Regions from separate parts of the Mus musculus genome. Here all the other regions are linked to region 3. A link is a contact called in public ChIA-PET, Hi-C, HiChIP or PLAC-seq and promoter capture Hi-C data. All regions are on one chromosome and are shown on one strand. The core of a region is the stretch at or near the end of the contact, and the rest is flanking DNA. Distances in the headings are between cores, read along the strand shown.

Evidence for each region. Promoter capture Hi-C pulls out the DNA fragments that hold promoters and counts their contacts. A called contact is a pair of places that touch in the nucleus more often than the background predicts. ChIA-PET counts read pairs in DNA pulled down with a chosen protein or histone mark. HiChIP or PLAC-seq counts read pairs in DNA pulled down with a chosen protein or histone mark.
Region 1: an H3K27ac HiChIP or PLAC-seq map of thymic regulatory T cells shows a contact between it and region 3, with 4 times the contacts expected there. The contact joins the promoter of Metrn here to the promoter of BC003965 in region 3. A contact is called at or near these places in 11 of 39 promoter capture datasets (the 3T3-L1 cell line, the C10 cell line, cranial neural crest and 5 more), 2 of 484 Hi-C or Micro-C datasets (bone marrow-derived macrophages and cortical neurons), 16 of 115 datasets of contacts at active chromatin or transcription factors (the HPC-7 cell line, the SCID.adh cell line, acute myeloid leukemia and 10 more) and 2 of 9 other capture datasets (adipose tissue and pancreatic islet).
Region 2: a contact with region 3 is called in an H3K4me3 HiChIP or PLAC-seq map of embryonic forebrain, with 2.2 times the contacts expected there. The contact joins the promoter of Msln here to the promoter of BC003965 in region 3. A contact is called at or near these places in 2 of 39 promoter capture datasets (hematopoietic stem and progenitor cells and liver), 7 of 115 datasets of contacts at active chromatin or transcription factors (astrocytes, bone marrow-derived macrophages, embryonic forebrain and 3 more) and 2 of 9 other capture datasets (adipose tissue and embryonic stem cells).
Region 4: an RNA polymerase II ChIA-PET map of memory CD8 T cells shows a contact between it and region 3, with 11 read pairs. The contact joins the promoter of Pigq here to the promoter of BC003965 in region 3. A contact is called at or near these places in 2 of 115 datasets of contacts at active chromatin or transcription factors (epiblast stem cells and memory CD8 T cells).
Region 5: a promoter capture Hi-C map of pre-B cells shows a contact between it and region 3, with 2.6 times the contacts expected there. The contact joins the promoter of Ciao3 here to the promoter of BC003965 in region 3. A contact is called at or near these places in 8 of 39 promoter capture datasets (the 3T3-L1 cell line, the C10 cell line, cranial neural crest and 4 more) and 7 of 115 datasets of contacts at active chromatin or transcription factors (bone marrow-derived macrophages, embryonic stem cells, extraembryonic endoderm stem cells and 3 more).
Region 6: a contact with region 3 is called in an H3K4me3 HiChIP or PLAC-seq map of bone marrow-derived macrophages, with 3 times the contacts expected there. The contact joins the promoter of Decr2 here to the promoter of BC003965 in region 3.
Region 7: a contact with region 3 is called in a Hi-C map of LSK cells, with 6 times the contacts expected there. The contact joins the promoter of Rab40c here to the promoter of BC003965 in region 3. A contact is called at or near these places in 2 of 484 Hi-C or Micro-C datasets (LSK cells and embryonic stem cells) and 2 of 115 datasets of contacts at active chromatin or transcription factors (astrocytes and pancreatic cancer cells).

What each region holds. Positions count from the first base shown.
Region 1 is chr17:25,795,759-25,798,578 of GRCm38.p6, forward strand. It overlaps Metrn (meteorin, glial cell differentiation regulator), which reads right to left and starts at 1,287. Exons shown (of 4, transcript NM_133719.2): 1 at 1,107-1,287; 2 at 483-883. The coding sequence starts at 1,204.
Region 2 is chr17:25,753,093-25,755,795 of GRCm38.p6, forward strand. Msln (mesothelin) reads right to left here and starts at 1,286. Exons shown (of 17, transcript NM_001356286.1): 1 at 1,251-1,286; 2 at 1,040-1,130; 3 at 682-725; 4 at 286-332. The coding sequence starts at 1,127.
Region 3 is chr17:25,183,274-25,185,973 of GRCm38.p6, forward strand. BC003965 (cDNA sequence BC003965) reads left to right here and starts at 1,288. Exons shown (of 2, transcript NM_183150.2): 1 at 1,288-1,367; 2 at 1,447-2,700. The coding sequence starts at 1,336. The coding sequence ends at 1,825.
Region 4 is chr17:25,940,530-25,943,360 of GRCm38.p6, forward strand. Pigq (phosphatidylinositol glycan anchor biosynthesis, class Q) reads right to left here and starts at 1,460. Exons shown (of 11, transcript NM_011822.4): 1 at 1,286-1,460. Nhlrc4 (NHL repeat containing 4) reads right to left here. Exons shown (of 2, transcript NM_001039038.2): 2 at 1,704-2,831.
Region 5 is chr17:25,772,451-25,775,150 of GRCm38.p6, forward strand. Ciao3 (cytosolic iron-sulfur assembly component 3) reads left to right here and starts at 1,326. Exons shown (of 11, transcript NM_026238.4): 1 at 1,326-1,437; 2 at 2,596-2,691. The coding sequence starts at 1,372. It overlaps Gm41550 (a long non-coding RNA gene), which reads left to right. Exons shown (of 3, transcript XR_876684.1): 3 at 1-94.
Region 6 is chr17:26,088,912-26,091,611 of GRCm38.p6, forward strand. Decr2 (2-4-dienoyl-Coenzyme A reductase 2, peroxisomal) reads right to left here and starts at 1,253. Exons shown (of 9, transcript NM_011933.2): 1 at 1,053-1,253; 2 at 18-86. The coding sequence starts at 1,132.
Region 7 is chr17:25,918,414-25,921,113 of GRCm38.p6, forward strand. Rab40c (Rab40C, member RAS oncogene family) reads right to left here and starts at 1,301. Exons shown (of 7, transcript NM_139154.2): 1 at 1,239-1,301; 2 at 952-1,136. The coding sequence starts at 1,093.

The DNA.
Region 1 (2,820 bases), core at 37-2,536, 610 kb after region 3:
TCAGGCTACAAGTTCCAGAAGAGCAAAGCACTGGGCCTGGTGCCCTGCAGGGAGGCAGGGCAGGCAGTCTCCATGGTGACGAAGAGGCACACTGGACTTTTGTTGGCTGGGCTTGGGGGGAGGGGAAGGAGGTCACCACCAGGCCAGGGAGCCCTGGACAGCCTTGGCCATAGGCTTTGATTCTGCCTCAGCTTAACCCTTCCCCCAATCCTTCAGAAACCAGAGACCCAGGGCTGGCCTCTCGGGCATTTGCCCCCTCCTGCTCTTTTCCTAAACCGAATCTTTTAAGAGGAGGAGGAGAGAAAGGCGGGGGCACTTCCAACTCACCTCCTTACGACCTGGAAGCCACTATGCTCTCCACCGGAGTGGCCTCTGTCAAGCTACAGAAGGACTCTCCATGCAATGGGGTGGCAAGGCCCAGTCCCATCAGGTCAGTGTGGAGGGCCAATTTCTGACACCCAGCCAGTCTCATAATCACTCACCATCCACACCAAGACCTTGAGCCTGGGGAGACATTTCTGCACGTTGGTCCTCGTGCAGTTCAAAACGGAAGGCAGCAACTCTGCGGCTGATGTCGCGGTGTGGTGTGGCCTGCAGGAAAAGGGCTCGGCGCTCGCGGGGACCCCAGCGCATGCAGCGGCCCCCAGCCAGGTCCGGGCCCTCGGCCAGTAGCAACTCTAGATTGCCGGTCATACGTTCAGCGAAGACCTGGGCACCAGCGAAGGGCCGCTCTGGGCGCAGACAGACGATGCTGGGCCGTGTGCCCGGATCGGGGCCGCCCAGGGTCAGGCGCAGCGCCCCAGCTGGGTACAGCCACTCGATAGCGCCCTCAGTACAGTCCAGGGTCAGCTGCCCCACGCTGCCAGGCTCCTGGGTCAAACCGCTGGGGACAGGACGGTGGTTCTCAGGTGGGTGACCCTCGTTCCCTAGCCCGCTCATCCCTTTTCCCGCGGCTACCAACATCTGCTTCTACTCTGTGTAACAGGACATTGAAGTCTGCGTTTCCTCAGTTCCAAGTGGGAGGGAACCCTCCAACCCAAGAAGTAAATAAAATAAAATAAATAAATAAATAAACCCACAACCCTCCCCGCAGTCCCTCCTGGTACCTGCCCCTCCAGCTGCAGCGGTCTTCCGAGTAGCCAGCGTGAGCGGACGCGGCCAGGAGGCCGCAACAGAGCGCGCAAAGAAGCGTGGCTACCAGCATGGTTAGGGGACGCGCCGGGGCCTCGGACTGCTGCCCCGGGAGGGTCGGGGCCGCAGCGCGAGCAGCCCGCGGCGCGGCTGCCCGGCCCGGCGCGTCCCCACAACCGGCGACCCCTCGCCGCTGCCCCCTCTGAGCTCCGGGGCTAGGGGGCGGGGCCTTTGCTCTCGGACCAATCGCCACAAGCCGCAGAACTTTCCTCCAATTGCAGCACCCTCGAGGGGGTGGGGCGGGCTCAAGGCGGGAGCTCGGTCCAAGGCAGGGTTGATGTAGAAAGCGCTCCTGTTTCCCCATTTGGAGATCCCCAATAGGAACGTTTGGTGGGTTGGTGGGGTTCGCTGTCGACTGGAATCTGGAAGGCTGTCCACCCCTTACCTTCAGTGGACCTCGGGGCAGTGGGACTTTGTAAGAGAAGTAGTAGAGTCTGCAGCCAAAATCTGAACACTGGTATCCTGCTGCTGGTACTTAAGGAAAAGAGATTAAAACCCCTGTGTTACTGCATCTCATAAGGGAGGGTACAGAGGGCCTGGAGCATGGAGCTAGGCCAAACCTTCGGTTTGGGGAAAAGAAAGAATACTGGCTAGGTCTGGAAGGAGTAGCGTGGGTAGTGTGGATCTCCTTCTGCCACCATACATTCTCAGACCTAACTACACACTCCTCCAATGTTAAATGGATACTAAGAAAAAAATGAGGCGTTCTAGAGGACCTGCCTAGGGACCCACCTGACTGACAAAGCCTGGTAGTCTGCCGGTGCCAAAGTACAGGCCATTCCTACAGTCAAGATCAACCGAAAGGGAATCAGAAAGATATCCCAGGCAGCCTGAGGATGTAGCTAGGTTATAGAGCACCTACCACACAGGCATACACCCCTGGCTTTGATCTTTAAAATAATGTTAAACTGAGAGTGTAGTGGGTCTTGCCTGTAATCCCAGCGGGCAGGAAGTAAAGGAAGCAGCTCAGATGTTCAAGGGCATCCTTGGCTCCATAGTGAATTCAAGGACAGTGTGGGCTACATGAGAACCTCTTTTTTTTGTTTTGTTTTGTTTGTTGTTCATTTTTAAAAAAATATTTTTATTAGATATTTTCTTTATTTACATTTCAAATGTTATCCCCTTTCCTGGTTTCCCCTCTGAAAATCCCCTATCCCCCCCCCCCCGAGAACCTCTTAAAATAAAATAGAGCCACTGTGAAACCCCCCAATGGGGAAGAGCTTCCTTGGAGCAGCTTGTCCTTTGGATCTGACCGAAGGGAGGGTGGAGGAGATGGAAAATAGAAGAAGAACCTTGGCAGGTCCCCAAGGATCTCTCTCTCTCTCTCTCTCTCTCTCTCTCTCTCTCTCTCCCACCCCCAGGGCTCTGTTTCTGGATCCTCCAGGTTCCGAGTGAAACCCTTCCGGTTGGCCTGGACCTGCGCTCAGAGACAGATGAGATCCAGTGATCCCACTGGCAATCTGGGGAGGAGCTTCAAACACTGACTACTTTCTCCTTGCCTCCCAGGCCCTCTTTGACCAATAAGAAGGCTCAGATGGCTCCTTGCCCCAGTCCAGAGAGTCAAAATGACACAAGGTGAGAGTGACCAGAACTTTCCTGATGAATCAGTAAACACAGTGTGGTGTGACT
Region 2 (2,703 bases), core at 36-2,535, 570 kb after region 3:
ACTGTCCCTCTGGAAGTGCCTGCCTGCCTGCCTGCCTGCCTGCCTGCCCAGAGCCCTTCCTTCATAACCCTGGGCTTCTCATGACCCTCTTTGGGACAAGTGACAACCTGAGGGACAAGGTACTTGGGCCCTGGGACACAGTCCTTCCCCTAACTCTGAGCCAGCCAGGTCAGGAGGGAGTGGGTAGAGATCAGACAAGACAGAGAATTTGGGAACCTGGATGTCTGGCACTTGTTCACTCAGCCCACAAGGGCTCCTGATCGCCCCCAAAGGTACTGAACCCACCTGGCAAAGTCAGCGGCACCGTTCACAGCATGGAGGAGTGTGGCCTCCTAAGGGAACAAGGTCTGACTGACATTTCCCAAGCAGATAGGAGCTTCTTTACCTTAGAGCTTGGTCTCAACTGTCTGAGAGCAAGGTCCAGATACTGTCTGAGTCTGGCTACCTCTGGGGCCAGGGACTTAACACCCAAGGGCTCCACTGTCTCCAACTCAGCTCCTTTCAGGGCCCAGCTACATCCTGGGTTCTGCCACTCTCTGGGATCAGCAACTCTGCCCACAGCCCTCTTTGAAAAGTGACACTAAGGGATGGTATGTATTCATGTGTAAAGTACCGAAAACATCACTCCGTACCCCCAAGACTAGAATAGAAAATCCTTCTGTTTCCCTCAGAGGACCTCACCTGGCTTGTCTTTGTAGTCTGGGTCTGCAGACGTGGTATCCACCCTGTGAGCCAGAGGGTACAAAGCTACAAGAGAGGCCGGGGCAAAACTGGGCTGCTCTCTGGTCCCAGCCCTCTGCACAGCCCACTGGGTGTAGAGAGAGCTAAGGCCTCTCACCCCATTGTGTCATAGCCTATGCTCTGTAGGCCTAGGGATCATTCCTGCTCGGAGTGTCCCCACTTTCCAGGCCTTTCACTGTTCTCAGTCCTAACCCTCCTGGAACGCAGGTCACCTAGCAATGACCCAAGGAGAAAGCAAGCTCCCAACTCATGAAGGTTCCTTAACCACTTCCTGGGGATCAGCCCAACCCATACTCACCAAGACTAAGGAGAAGCAGTAGGAAGCTTCGGCTGCAGATGGGACTTCCACAGGACCCCAGCAGGGGTCGAGCTGTTGGCAAGGCCATGGTCTGTGGATAACAATGACTCTGAGGTCCCCACTTGTCCCACCCCTCAACCCACACCACTGTTTGGAGACAACGAAGGGGCTTTTGGGCCTGGGAAAGCAGCTGTCCAACTTCTGTGAGCACCTGCAGTAGTGTCTACTAGGCAGACTCTCCACACTGACCGCTTGCCAGGCCCGCCCCTAGGAAAACCAGCCCTCCTATAGGGAGGGGCACTGGGTCTGAGTCAGTGGGGCACCTCTGCTGTGAGGCGCAGTGGACAGCTGAGTTCACCCTCCAGCCTCACAGGGCAGGGCAGAACTGGAAGTATAGGACAAAGAGACAGGGCTATCTCCTGCTCCGGTTGTTACGGGTTCGCCGTTTGTACCAGGAGCACTGAGTGGTTCAGGCTGGGAATTACGCAGGACCACCCCTGGGCCTGAGGCATGGGACTGGAGGTATCTGTGACTTGCACAAACACATGGCCCCATCAGGCTGACCACGCTGTAGAGGGGGGTGATGTCTCTTCCATAGATCAGTCCCTTTGGGTGACATGGCTTCTATGAGAGTTTTTCAAGCTCTGGTGTGATCAGGATAGCAGGTAAATAAATGGGTACCAGGCAATCCAGTGTCCCCTCTGGGGTGGGGCTCAGGGGCTCTGTGGACAGGGTGAGTGCGGAGCTGTTCCCCTCCTCAACATGTGTGGAACTGTATTCTAGCTGACTTTATCTCAGGTCTCTCTTGGCCCCCCCCATTGCTCAGAATATGGACTTCTCATGCCCCCGTATGTGAGTTACCTGAACAACCCAGCAGTAGGGATTGTCTGGGGAGACCTCACAGGCCAGGAGGCTCCTGCACTAAGAAGCCCCTGAGCAGGTAGAGCAAACTGTGTACCAGGAGACGATGTGTAGGATAGGTGAGCCCAGGCAAGAAACATGTCTTAATGTCTCCCCTCAACCCAGGAGACTATGAAGCCTGCAGCCAGCCTTATGTCAATCAAAACCTGTCTATCAGCCTTAGTGTGAGTTCCTTAAGAGCCTCTACAAGCAGCATCAGGCCCTGGGATCTGCATCTTTCACACCACATCCTAAGAGATGCAGATGGGAGCCACTGTCCTATAGTTATGTAGAATTCAAGATTCTGGTACCCACTTGTCTCGGACAAAGGACGCATCTCAGTGTGAAACAGAAAAACCCACAGCAGTTCCATGGCATTGTGGTATGGGGTCCCAGGACTGGAGGAACACAGGAGAGTCGTTCAAATGTACCCCACCCCTTACCATCTATGATCAGCATCGATCAGCATCCACTGCCCACCCCTTATTGCCTATGGTCAGCATCAGCATCCACTGCTCAGTTATCGCCTGTGATCAGCGTCAGCACCCCCTGCTCAATTATCACCCACACACCTGCTGAGCACCAATCTATGCCAGGCCTTGCTGGCCCTGTCTAGGACTCTAAGATAGGACCTAGCCATGGAGAGAGCTGACCCTGGTTTTCCTTTATAGCCAGGCAACATTGTCCCTTATTCCCCAGAAGGCTCCTCAGCATGGACTGTGAGGGGAAGTGGGCGTTCTCCCTCCAGTTCCCTCCAGCTTGGC
Region 3 (2,700 bases), core at 38-2,537:
TCCAGTCCCCCAGCAGAGGAGTTTCAAGTGAAGACAGGACAGTTGGGCTGGGTTTTTGTAGCTGAACTTCATGTCTTCAGGAGCCAGGTTGCTGCACTGTGAGTTGTGTGTCTCCCCTCTATGCTGCCTAGTGAGGGCACCCTCTACCTTCTTGGAGTGCTGTGTAAGACTGGCCCTCACTCTAGCAGGAATATCTACATCACTAACAGCCAAAGGCTGAAGGGTCCTTTTCCTGCCTAACTTCTCCCTTGTCATGCATGCTGTGGTGCCCTCAGACACCCTCCTGAGCAAAATAAATCATGGGGACTCTGCTTGCCCAGAAAGGAACTCACAGCCCCATGAGATAGAGGAAGAGGTGTTTTTTTGTTTTTATTCATGTCACTGGTTTACAGATCAAGAATAAAATCGGAGTGATAATCATTATTGAGCCCTGCGGTAAGACCAGGTGTAATATAACTCACTCTAGCTTCTACACAGCACAGGTACTAAGAAGACAGACACCTTTAGGGCTGATCCTCTTTTTTTTTTTTTTTTTTTTGTATTTTAAATTGGGTTGATGTTAAGCTGTGTAGTACTTGGGACCAGTGATTCTCTTCTATCTGCCTCCACAGTATTGGGATTACAAGGTTGCCTGGCTGATTCTGACGATGCAGAGCTTCAATCAGCTTCCAGATCAAAAGGCCAGGTGCACGTTAGCTATGGGAGTGTAATTTCAGAATCGCCTCCCTGTAGGCTGTCCGAGATCTGGTCAGCCTATGGTCTACACAGAGCCATTTCCATTCTTCCTGAAGGCAAATGGATTCTGGGGACCTGGGATAGTCTAGGTGGAGGTGATGTTTCTACAAGCCTTTTCAAAGGGACGGCCAGGCCGGGAGGCGTTTAAGGCGCGAGGGTTTCCCGCCTCCGTGCCTGAGAGCTCGGATGGAGCGCTAAGACTGGAAGATGCGCTCATGGAGAACAGGGACCAAGTCCCTCCCGGACGATGGTCCTGGAAAGAAGCCAGCAGATGCCACGGGTTCTCAAGTCCTTGGGCATCACACTAAACAGCCTCGGGCCAAGCTCTTCGGAGAACCGAGTCTGCTTCACTTTCAATCCGCCGCGCCGGATCAGGTCTCAATGGAAGGACCCAGAACGACACAAACCCGTAAGTCGTCCAGATAGTGATCAGGGCGAGGCCGGAGACGGAAGAGCTAGCGAGAGGAAATGCATCATTTCCGTTGCGCCGCTGGACCCACGTTTTGTAGTCGTGAAATTGGATGTGAAGTTCGGCTTCCGGTTTTGTGCGACGGAAGTGACGAAAGCGCGGTGCGCCTCAGCGTGCGAGTCGAGGTCGCTATGAACAGTGTCCTGTGCTCACGGGCTGCGGGGTGAGAGCCGTGAGGTGCCGGTGCGTGAGGGTGGGAGGTGGCCGTGGCTCCGGGACGCTTACTGCTGTCTCTCTTCCAGAGCGGTCCGGGCTCTGCGGCTCGTGGGCTGGGCTTCGCGAAGTTTGCATCCGCCGCCCCGTGGCCGGTCTCCAGCTCAGCCTGCAGACAGGGAAGAGGAGGACGACGACCCCAACCTCCCGATCCAATTTTCCGGCAGCAAAGCCACCCCGATCCGCTGGACCGTGGAGCATTCCCTGGGGAAGCCGCAGCAGCGGCCCTGGTGGAAAGTGCTGCCGCTCACCCTCACACTCGTGGCTCTGGTTGTATGGTGCTACCAGAGGGAGGAGAGCGGCATGGACCTGTGGTTGAGGCAGGTGTTGGAAGAGGAGGACGAGGAGGAGCCGGAAGGTCCTCCGGAGGAGCTTGAAGCTCCGGCCCTCTACGGGGCTAGAACGTAACAGGGTGCGTGCTGAGGAAGGGACTAGGCAGCCGTCCTTTCGTTGTTGAATTTGACGATTTCTGAACTGGTTCTGCGCATGTCCTCGTTGCTTAAAGGACTTGGATGGCGCTCTTGGCGCTGAGACACAAGAACACAGCACAAAGTTGGAGGCTTGAAATCTGATCTTTGCCGAACACCAATGCCCAGTGATTACGTCCATAGAACTTTTGAGGTTCCTAGAAAAGGTTTTGGGTGCACCTTATGCTCTTGAGTTATGATGTGTTCATACAGCCTAATCATGTTTCCAGCGTTCATCTGGTGGAGGTGTTACCTGCAGTTCATTCGCTTTCCGAGACAGACTAACTGCTGAAGTGTAATTACCTATATGTGTGCAACATCAGTTGAAGCTATTTTAAAAACTAACAAATGGAAAATACATTTGGTAAAGTCTAATGAACTCAATTTTCTCACCTCCCCTTTCATCATCAAGTAGGCTTTGGTTTTTTTGTTTTGAAACACAGTCCCCCTATTTAGCTCTGGCAGGCCTAGAACTGGCTATGTAAACCAGCCTTGCTGTAGACTTAGATATCAGCCTGCTTCCTGCTTCTGCTGCCATCTTTTTTTTTTTTTTTTTCTCTTCTGCTCTTCATTCCCACATGAGAACTTAAAAACTTGACAGAAGTGGTAGGGTATGCTTGTCATCTCAACACTTATGAAACTGAGGCAGGAGGATCCTAAGTTTGGGGTCTGCTTGGGCTACGTAGGGAGGGCCTGTCTCAAACAAAACAAAACATCAATAATATAGTGGGTTGGTTTTTTTTGTTTGTTTGTTTCTGTCTTTTTCACAGTGTTGTGATTGAACTCAGGAGTCTATTGTGCTATCCTACCAATGAG
Region 4 (2,831 bases), core at 210-2,709, 760 kb after region 3:
GATCTAATTATAAACAGATGTTTCAAAGGTTGGTTTGGAGTCTGCTCACAACTCGTGAATCCACTGTGCTATATACACACTGTGTCTATGCACATCCTCCTTGTGGAGTATGCTTCATTTACAGTTTACCTTAAAGCAAAAAAGCTCGGGTCAAAGGAAAGAAGGTGCAAGGCAGAGAGAGGTTGGAGCTCTGATCTGTGGGGTACTGAGAGAACTCAAGTTGAGGCAAATCCCCACCCTCACTCCCATCTCAGCCTCCGGATGCACTGAAGTGTAAGAAGGAGTGTGCTTACACTGGGCTGCTGGGATCCCAGCAGCAGAAAATGATGATGAAAGAGCAGGCGATCGATACAAGAGGTGAGAGGCTGGAGCGAGAAGGCAAAAACCTGGGATGCGTGAAGGCCTTTAAAGATGCTGATTAAAAGAACAGCCCAAGCCTGGAAAAGCTACCTTTGCTAAGAAGGAGTCAGTTCCCTCCCCGACAGCCCATTCCCAGGAGGGTTAAATAAGAGGCCCCAGGAAGTCTCTTCACAGAACTCCAAGTCAGACTTCAGCAGCAGAGCTACTGCTTACTTCCCCTGCAAGGAACAGGCTTGAGGGATGGCCAGCCCAGTTAAGAGAGACCTGGGACACATCATAGCTGAAACATTACTTTGTGAATCTTTGAGAGGGTTCATATTTACCCCACGTTCAAACAACAACAACAACAACAAAACCACTTTTCTGACTAGGGATGTAGTCAGTTGGTATGGAGCCTACCTAGCCTGCACCAGACCCTGTGTTGAGTCCCCAGAACCTCATAGACCAGTAGTAGCAGTGCATATCTGTAATCAGGAGGTGGCCAAAGGACAATCAAAAATTCAAGGTCATCCTTTGCTACACTAGGATTTTGAGGCCAACCTAGCCTAAAAGAGAACCTGCACAGAAACACATTTTCCGCCTCTGTAAATGCTTTCCTTTTTCATTTCAAAAGGAGGGGGTAATCTGTTTCTGATCTTTACTGGAGTGGATAAATATGAGCCTCTCAGCCAGTGCCCCAGGAATCTTCCAGCCAGTTCCCGGCCTGGAGGGGAGGAGGGGCCTCTCGGTGCCCTCAAGTTCCGGAGAGCAGGCCCAGACCCACAACGGGTGCCGCTGAGCCTGGAGGTCAGCTGCGTGGGTGGCCGCCTCTCCCTCTATCCCGGCCTCAGGTTTCCCATCTCAGAGTCTTTAGGACCAAGAGGCCTGCGCTACCTCGGGATTTCCTCCTCTTCCTCTCCCGGCCCCGCCACCCGCTAGTGCTCACCAGCTGGTCCCCGGGGCCGCGTCCCCGAGCGGTAGGGAAGGAACTGGGTTGGGCACTGCGTTCGGCGGGCCCGGGAGGACGACCGTGCTTGCGGCTCCCAGGCCCGCCGCGGGACATCAGCACCATTTCCGCCGGCTCCGCGGCGTTGTCGCGCGACGGTCCGGTCCCCAAACATGCCCGGGCTGTCCATCGCCTGAGCCCGAGAGTTCCGCGCGCGCGGCTCCTGTCATCAAAGCTACCCTCGCTGTAAATATCCTGAAAGGTCCGGTGGATCCAGCCTTTGAGGACCATGGTAGCCGCTTTGTTCTTACCGCCTGGCCTCCTAAACCCAGGCCCTTCCATCTGTTTCTATCCATTGCGAGTAGGGTGCATGCAGACCCGTGTGGGCCGCATAGTCTGAAAGCAATACCCCTAACAACGCAGTAACTAGTGTTTATTGAGCATCTACTTACAAGCAAAGTTTCTTTCATTGTCCATTAATCCCCCACAACATAATGAACAGGGCATATTGATTTAGCCTGCAGGAGTGACATGTGTGTTGACCTCAACGTCCAGATGACAGGCTGGGTGCCACCCCACACCCTAAAGGAGCAAAAGCAAGGAGCTTTTTCTTGCTTCTTCCCACATGAAGAACATGGGTGAGACCAGATTCTCAATGAGTAAGCTCTTCAAACACACACACACACACACACACACACACACACACACACACACACCCCTCCCCTTCCAGATCTCATCTGTAACATGGGAGGAAAGGCTACTGTTTTCCTGTCTTGAATGGAAGGGTATGAAAGAACCTGTGCTACCCAGAACCGTCCCAGCACCCCACCTAAGTGCTCAAAAGTGGTTTGGACCTGGATTGAAGGGAAAACTGAAGGTATCTTTCAAAACAGGGAGTGTCCAGTAGAGGACCTGCCCTTGCTATGTGCCCTACCAGGACACATGTTGGCCTTACCCCTCTGATTTGCCTACTCCTTACCTCTCTGTTGGGCCCAGAGTGCTGTTGGAGGCTCAAGAATGGGAATATTTTTGAAGCTGGGGGGAACACTAAGGGACCACACCCTTCCCCTAAACTGCCCAACCCAGCCTAGCCACACCCTCCCTGCCTGCCTGCCTGCCTGCCTCTGATTAGGATGTAGGGGTTGGACACCTGGCAGGAGATCTTGCCTAGCTATCTGCTGGCAGACAGCCTCAGCACCCAGGATCTATAGCTTCAAGTGTTGCCTCAAAGCTCAGGCCTCCCGAGACCCAAGCTAGCAGAGCCAGGGACTGAGTGGCCCTTGGGTTTTAGGGGCATGAAAACCTATGAGCATACTTAATAGGGAAGTGGAGATGGCCCAGTTTAGAACCTCATCAAGAAATGGTGATTCATGGTTTCTGTGTAGACAGGGGCACTTGCCAAGAGGAAATCACAAAGCCAGCTAAGACCAGGTATCAGGAAGACGGCTCAGCAGGCCCCAAGGAGCCTACCAACCTTCCATGATAGTACAAAGGACTCAGGCCCGGCCAGTCCTAGCAAGGGGCAATTTCCCCCAGAGCCTACCCC
Region 5 (2,700 bases), core at 76-2,575, 590 kb after region 3:
TGTGGCCTTTTGTGACTGGCTTCATGAAATCCACTGATTGTAATGTCTTCAGGGATCACCTACATTACACCAGGACTTCATTCTTTCTACTGTTCCAGGCCATTCTGCTCTGTCTCTCTTATTGGGCCTTGGATATGCCTCACATCTGCCAGCCGTCCACTGGGTTTGTTCTAATAGACTTGGGTTTGGTGGTGGTGGTGGTGAGTTTGAATTTCCAGGGATCTATGTATCACCCTCCTTCCAGCATTAGAATCCTCCCAGCAACCCTGTATACAGTTACCAAACCCAGACACTATTGTGGATGCCAAGAAGTGCATGCTGAAAGGAGCCTGATATGGCTGTCTCCTGAGGCCCTGCCAGAGGCTTACAAATACAGAGGCAGATGCTAGGCAGCCAACTGTTGGACTGAGCACGGGGTCCTCAATAATTAAAGAAAGGACTGGAGAAGCTGAAGGGGTTTGAAACCCCTTAGGAAGAACAACAATATCAACCAACCAGACCCCCCAGAACTCCCAGGGACTAAACCATCAACAAAGGAGTACACATGGCTCCAGCTGCATATGTAGCAGAGGATGGCTTTGTCATGCATCAATGGGAGGAGAGGTCTTTGGTCCTATGAAGGCTTGATAGATGCCCCAGTGTAGGGGACTTTGAGGGAGGGGAGGGGAGAGAGGGTGGGTGGGTGGAGTAACACCCTCACAGAAGCAGGGGAAGGGAGGATGTGATAGGGTGTTTCCAGGAGGGAGGGAGGGAAACTGGGAAAGGGGATAACATTTGAAATGTAAATAAAGAAAATATCCAATTTAAAACAAGAATCCTCCTGGCAAACAGAAACTGTCCTTTGGCCCTGGTCCAGTCCAAGAACCTGCTTCTGTAAATGTTCTCCCACACTCCAGTCTTAACATCTCAACAGCACTTGTCTATCTCATTTTTTGGTAAGCCCATTCCAAGGCATTCCAGTGAATCAAAGTTAATTTTGTGTTCTCCTGCCCACTGCATCTGGAACCTTCCTTGAGTATTGCTAGGTCAAGGTGATGAATGAAATCCGGATTCCGACCCCTACGGGAAGCGGGAGAGACTCTGAGTCTCTAGTTACATTCTTTGCGTTATTTGTCTTTGCTACCCTGCTACACCACAACCAAGGGACGCAAGGGAGACCGAACGCTGTGCTGTGGAACTTGCAGCTTGAGTCCGCTGGGCCGAGCGCTCAAGGCCGCCGGCAGAGGGCGCGCACGCTTTTCAAAGCTTGTTGACGGAGAGAAATGAGCATGCGCTGGAATTTGCGTTTTCCGGCAGAGTGGCGGAACTGCATGTCATTTTGGTGTCATTTTGCGACACCCCCGTGTGACACTCGGCGGCAGTGAGGCTGTCATGGCGTCGCCCTTCAGTGGGGCACTACAGCTGACCGACTTGGACGACTTCATCGGGCCATCTCAGGTGGGCCGGCCAAGGGCGAGTCGGGCAGGAGGAGGGTCCGAGCCTGGCCGTGCACCTCGGGAAACCTCTCTCGTCTGTGTCTTTTCCCAGGGCCCAGGACCCAGGGCCTCAGTCAGTCTAGTTCCCTTTTCACAAACACAGACAACTGAGGCCAGGGAGGGCCAGACAACGCGGTTACTGGGCCCGGAGCGATCCCTGGGACCATGGGAGTGTTTAGTGGTGACAGGCAGGTTTAGTGTTTAAAAAAAAAAGGTGGGGGGACTTGTTGTTATGTGATCTTAAGTTACTGTTGTAGTAGTGTCACCCAGCTGGTGATGCAGAGACATGGTGGGGCTGAGTTAGCCTCCACACACCTGTGAGATATCCCTTCCCACTCCTCTCTCAGAGCCAGTTGTCATCTCTGTGGACAGGGACCATGTTGAAGGGACAGGTTTGATGTCCACTTGGGCCACAGCCACAGCTAATGTTCCTGACGTTGCCTCGAGGAAGAGAGAGGGATACAGACAGACCGCCCTGAAAACAGGAGCTGCTGCCCTTGCTGGGTCTTCCTTTGTCTCCAGAGCTAGCCAAGTCCCATGACCCATAAAAGACGGGCTGAGCTGCCACACGGACAGGATGAACTGGGCCATCTTACCCGAGACTGGCCCTTTTCTGGAAAGCCACCAAGGTTCAGGAAGCGATAACAGGAGATGTCCAAGAGAAGGGGAGAGACATGGAGTTTCATCTGTGGTCGTGGGATGGAGGTGACCTCTAGATGTTTCCAAGGAAAGCCTTCCTGTCTGGCCAGGCCTCTGACACTCTGATCTCCGGGGGTGTGCTGCTATGTGCACGTAGGAAGGGCAGGCTAGTCAGGGCTTCTTGCATTAGCTTGCATATAGAGTTTGTAGCAGATTTCATGGTGATTCTGGAGAAAGAGTGGCCTTGATGGCATTCTCCTCACCTTGTACAGAGAAGGGTGGGCAACCAGAGCTCAGCATGGCTTCAGTGGCAGGAAGGTGGTAGAATTGGCCTCGGTGGTGAGCTTCACTCTATGGCCGGTAGCCAACCATCCCTGAGGCCCTCCATACCCAGCCCCCCACCCCACTCCCCACCCTCCCCACCCCCCGTCCAAGTTGCTTTCTCCTAATAGAGCCTGGTGTGGGGTCTTTCCTGGTGTAGAATTGCATCAAGCCTGTAAAGGTGGCTAAGAAGCCAGGAAGTGGCATAGCCAAGATCCACATTGAAGACGATGGCAGTTACTTCCAAGTGAACCAAGTAAGGACC
Region 6 (2,700 bases), core at 3-2,502, 910 kb after region 3:
GTTCCGGTAGTGTGTACCTCATGAAAATCTCTGCGATCCGGAAGCCAATCCCAGAACCACCACCTGTGATAAAGGCCACTTTGTCCCTTCAAAAACAAGAAAATGTAGTCATTTTTAAATATTTATTTGTTTTACCAGTATGAGTGTTTTGCCTGTGTGCCTACAGAGAGTTGAGTCCTCGTGTGGATGCTGGGAACCAATGCTGGGTCTCCTGCAAGAACAGTAAGTGCTCTGAACTTATTCAGCCATCTCTCTAGTCCCTAAACTCTTCTTTGAAAACCATGTTTTAGCTTGATGGGGGATGCATGCCTGTAATTCCAGCCTGTGAGAAGTGGAGACAGGGGGACCAAGAATTAAAAGCCAGCCTGGTCTACAGAGAGAGTTCTAGGACAGCCAGGGCTTCACAGAGAAACCTCATCTCGAAGAGCTTTAGATAGATAGATCTCTGTTAACTCAAGCTCAAATAGATAAGCGGCCCGTGGAGAACTTTCACTCCATGAACTTCTACCCAGTTTCGCTATGAAGGAAAACATGCTCCTGCTAAACAGGTACTCAATGAATTTGCAAGACATAAATCCCCAGCCATAAAACTGCAATCTTTAAAGTCGGTTATTTTTAGGCTCCCTAGAAGTTCGGAGGTGAAGGAGTTTATTTAGCCTAAAATTTTCTGCGTAGTAAGTTACCAAGAGAGACTTGTTTTCAAAAGTGAGCAAGCGCCGGGCGTGGTGTCGCACGCCTTTAATTCCAGCACTCGGGAGGCAGAGGCAGGCGGATTTCTGAGTTCGAGGCTAGCCTGGTCTACAAAGTGACTTCCAGGACAGCCAAGGCTATACAGAGAAACCCTGTCTCTAAAACAAAACAAAACAAAGTGAGCAGCTTCCACCCTCAGTCCCTCATCCCATTCTTCCAGAACCCCAAGAAACTTCAGGTCTACGATTGCCCAGGAACGGAGTACTGAGCATCTGTCCTCTGTGATGTCACATCCAGTGGCAGATTCGTTAAACCCTGTGCCCCAAGTCTGGATCGCCCCCTGGTTCCCTGCTTTAGCTCACTGGAGAAGATCCGGGCAGAAGAGATGGTGGTATTCAGGAAGACAGTCATCCCCCTCAACGTCGGGCGGCGGCTGGGCCATGATTGCTGCGTGTCCGGGATGGCAAGGACAGTGGAACCAGGAACCAGATCTACCTTTCCAACGCAAAACGCAGCGTTCTGCAGGTTGCTCGCTCCGCCCAGAAAGATCCAGGACCAAAGTTCTGCCCCCACATCAAGCCGCCCATCAGACGGGGGTGGGACAGGGGCGCCCCACCCCAAAAAGGTGCCTGGGCCCTTCAAGCCTTCCTATCACAGACCCTCCCGCAACTCCCAGCCTCCAGCCCTTCCCACTCGACCAGGCGGACACCCCGCCCTCGGTGGCGCGCAGCCTGCTGGGACTGAGAATGGGAGGAGGCACTGATACAGAGGCCCAGAGACGCTCCAGCCAGTTAAATGCCCGGTTCCTTTCCCAGTTGGTGTCTGTGCAGCCACTTAGTCCATATACCCAAGCTGGCCGGGCTGCGTGCTATCAGCTGTGGAAGTCGGAACTCCAGATGAACACCGCTCTTGGACACTACCTCCCAGTGCAGAGAATCTGGAGCTTGCAAACCCAATAGCTCCCTCTCGTGGCTAACCCGGGTGGAAAGTCCAGAGTGAACCTCTTGCTGGCTGGCAAGAATCACTGCACTGAAACTCAGAGAACCAAGAACTGGGTTCCATTGTCTAGATGTCAAAGAGTGAAATGACTTATCAAATTAGCCACAGAAGCTGTCATGATGTACCTGCAACTGAATCAGTGACTCTGGGATCCGGGGTGAGATGTGACTTACATGTGTCAATGTGAACATAAATGGACATCAGGCCGTGGTGGTCATCATGGACAGCATCAGGTCGGGAGTGGAGGATACTCTTTTGTGCCTGGGTTGCATTGAGGGAGAGATGAGAGTAGCCCTTGGAGTGTTAGGCTCTGCTGTTCCAACTTCAGGAGACCTGATACACAATACCCACAAAGACTGGTGTGTACTCCTACTGAAGGCTCGCTCACTGGGCCTTGAAGAAGCCTCAGGTCCGGTCTATTCTTTACTGCCATCCTCAGACAAATCAGATGGGCAGGAGCTATACCAGCGCCCGCAAAAGAACCCCAATTGGATTCTCAATTTCATGGGCCCTGGATTCTTGCTTGGTTCTTGCATTTACCCAAAGTCGAGGGATCCTTCCTTTCTTTACTCAAAGCTCTAAGCTTCAGGCCTAATGTTTTATACCATGCATAAAAACACTCATTAAAGTGCTTGAGTAAAGCAATTTCCTCCACATTTGTCATGACTATGGGACATCATGGTGCATCATTGCTCTGGTGACCTATAGCTTGGCCCTGTAGTCGTGCCAATGAAATAAGTAGAATACGGTGGTAGCTGGGACTAGGGGAGTAGTAATCCAGGATCGGCATTATACACTGGCCTTAACTCCTCACCTAGGACTTTCTACTCCCCTGTAGGAGGTAGGTAAACTGAAAGCAGGATCCCATCAGGCTTGCTGTCACTGCCCATGCTGGGGGCAGGGGGACCTTTCAGTGACTCGGCTGTCCTGAGGTCACCCATGTTTCTGTGGCCAATCTCTCATCCACGGTCCCATAAGCCAGTCCAACGAACTCATGGGTTCACCAACTGG
Region 7 (2,700 bases), core at 51-2,550, 740 kb after region 3:
CCCAGCCCTTCCCACACTCCCCCATTGGAAAGGTAACCCCCCAAAGCCTTTCTGAGCAGGGCTGTCACCCTGGGACGCCCAGTTAAATACCAGTCAAGGCTGCCTGGCTGTGCAGAGGTCTTTTCACATACCCTGCAAAGTAAAACCATGACTCTTCCTTTCCTGCGCTGAAGATGCCTGCTGTGAACTGAAGCTGAGAGGTGCTTGGGGAGGACTTACAGAGAAGATCCAGCGCTACTGTTCAAAAGGAAGGGTCCTCCACTGATGTCCTGGCAGTCATCACCCTTGACAAGTCCTAACTGCTAAGAGTGGTAGATGTCTTACCTACACACTCAGCTGTTATTTACCAGACCGCCAGTACTCAGAGCAGTAAGACAGGGCTAACAAGACCCCAGAGAATGAAGTAAAAAAGCAGAGTAAAAGGGACTCGGGAAGCGACCAGGAAGGTAGAATTAGTCCAGTGATATAAGATGACAGGCCCACTGCACATTAATTCCTCCGGAGTCAGCAGCCCCTGTGATCCAATCCCACCCACTGTTAGCTACGATTTTACCTTAAATATCTAAATTAAGAGGCAAGCTCAGGCAAGTGCCAGTGATGCAATCTACCTTGTGTATTTTTTGCCATGCACCCGGAAGTTAACAAAAATCACATCGCAGCAGACCTATTTTCTCCCTGCACAGGGTGCGGTGTCTCTGAGCAAACCCCTCCGGCGGCAGTGCGGTGAGCACCGGGCCCGTCGTGCGGTATCTGCCGCGCGGCCCATTCCAGGCCCTAATGGACTCCAAAGACCTGCTGCTGTGACTTCTTAGTAGCCACCAGGACCCGCGCCCGCTTGCCGACGGCTCCTCAAGGCAGGGCCAGAGGATACCGCAGCGACACGCGCAGAGGCCGCCCGCTCCCGCGACAGGCCGCTCCCACCTCGCGCGCCCACAGCCAACCCCGGCCTACCGTTGCTGTAGGCGTACGGGGATTCAGCTGCGCCGTCCTGAAGGCTCTCCAGGATCTCGCCTTTGCCCACGTCGCTGTCGCCCACCAGCAGGAACTTGAGCAGGTAATCGTAGCTCTTCACTGGACTGCCCTGGGTGCCCATCCTCCCGCCCGCCGCACCGCGGCCCACGGCACCGCCGCCAGACCTGCGGGCGAAGGCTGGTGAGCGGCCGTGCGGTCAGGACGCTGATGCTCCCGCCCGCTGGCCACCGCCCCCAGTGCACCCGCCCCGCTGCCGCCAGCTTCACCTCAGCCTCCTAGCCGCCGCCGCCGCCGCTGCCGCCGCCGCCACCCGCCGCTTCCCGCACGGCACCGCGCAGCCCCGCAGCCCCGCCCCCGGATGCGCCGCCGCCATTGGCCACCCTCCGCCGGCCCTCTCCGGGCCATTGGCCTGGCAGCCTGGCCGTCACGGTCGCCCCGCCCCCACGTCGCCCCACACAAGGTGCCGCCCAGCCCACGGTCGCCCCGCCCTGCCCACTCGCCACTGCTACTGGCCCGCTGCCACCCTCTTTCTCACTTCTGTTGGTCTACATGCTTGTCTATCACTGAAGTCCCGTCCCCGCTATTTCGTACACAGTGTTGCTGAGGCTGGCGTTTTTCCCCGCCTCCTCGCTGTGACCATTGGCTACTTCCCACTGATTTTCCGAAATCATTGGTTGCTCTTGCATGTCCATCCCAACCCCTACTGCTTCCTGCAGGATGCCTCAGAGCCATAGTAGCCGGGCACCGACCTGCAACATCCTGGCCTCCCGCCCCCTCGTCATCACCATTGGCTACTACTGCTAAGGCATTTGTGCCATCTAACATCGATCATAACCTCCTAGGCCCACCCCTTTCCTAATTCGGGCCAATCAAGAGTCAAACATTACACAAGTCTACCCTTCCCCCCTCGTGGACAAGCGGAAGGGTAGAGATAACTCCTGCTTCAGCTGAGTCCCGGGAGGAGGGTGTTGGAAGGGGGCAGGTTATCTATCAAGCTGCGTTGGCCGGCCGCTCTCACAGAGACCCAGAAGGGAAGTAACAAAGTTCGTCGTACACTGTGGGGCTCGCCTTCCCTGAGGGCAGGGCGGGGACAGCCACTTAGTGTTCGCCCTGGAGGGGCAAGCCTCTCTCCCTTGTGGGCTGTTCCAAGGGGTGGGACTTCCTCCTGGCTGCGGAGTGGGCGGGGCCGCTACTGAGTGTTTTGGCACAAGGATGGCGGCTGAAGTCCACCTCTGAGCTGTCTCTTGTGGGGGACATCCTTCCCAAAGCGGATCCTGAGGGCTTGGACCAGCGACTGAGCAGCGTTGGCCCGGTGAACTCCAGGATGGGCAACGCATTGCATGTGCACACTCGGTCGGCCAGCTCCAAGGCTGGAGGGCCACGGACAGCGTTCTTGGTTAAGAGTGCATTCACAAGTCACATAAATAGCAAAAAATTTAAAACGTAAAACATAAGCCGGGCGTGGTGGCGCTCGCCTTTAATTCCAGCACTCGGAAGGCAGAGGCAGGCGAATTTCTGAGTTCGAAGCCAGCCTGGTCTACAGGGTGAGTTCCAGGACAGCCAGGGCTATACAGAGAAACCCTGTCTCAAAAACCCAAAACCAAACCAAACCAAACAAAAAACAAAAAAAACCGTAAACATAGATTGGGACCAACGCTCTTGCACTGTAAGCCTAACAGTATGAGTTCGATCTCCCTCCGGTGACTGACCATCTGTAATCTCCATCTA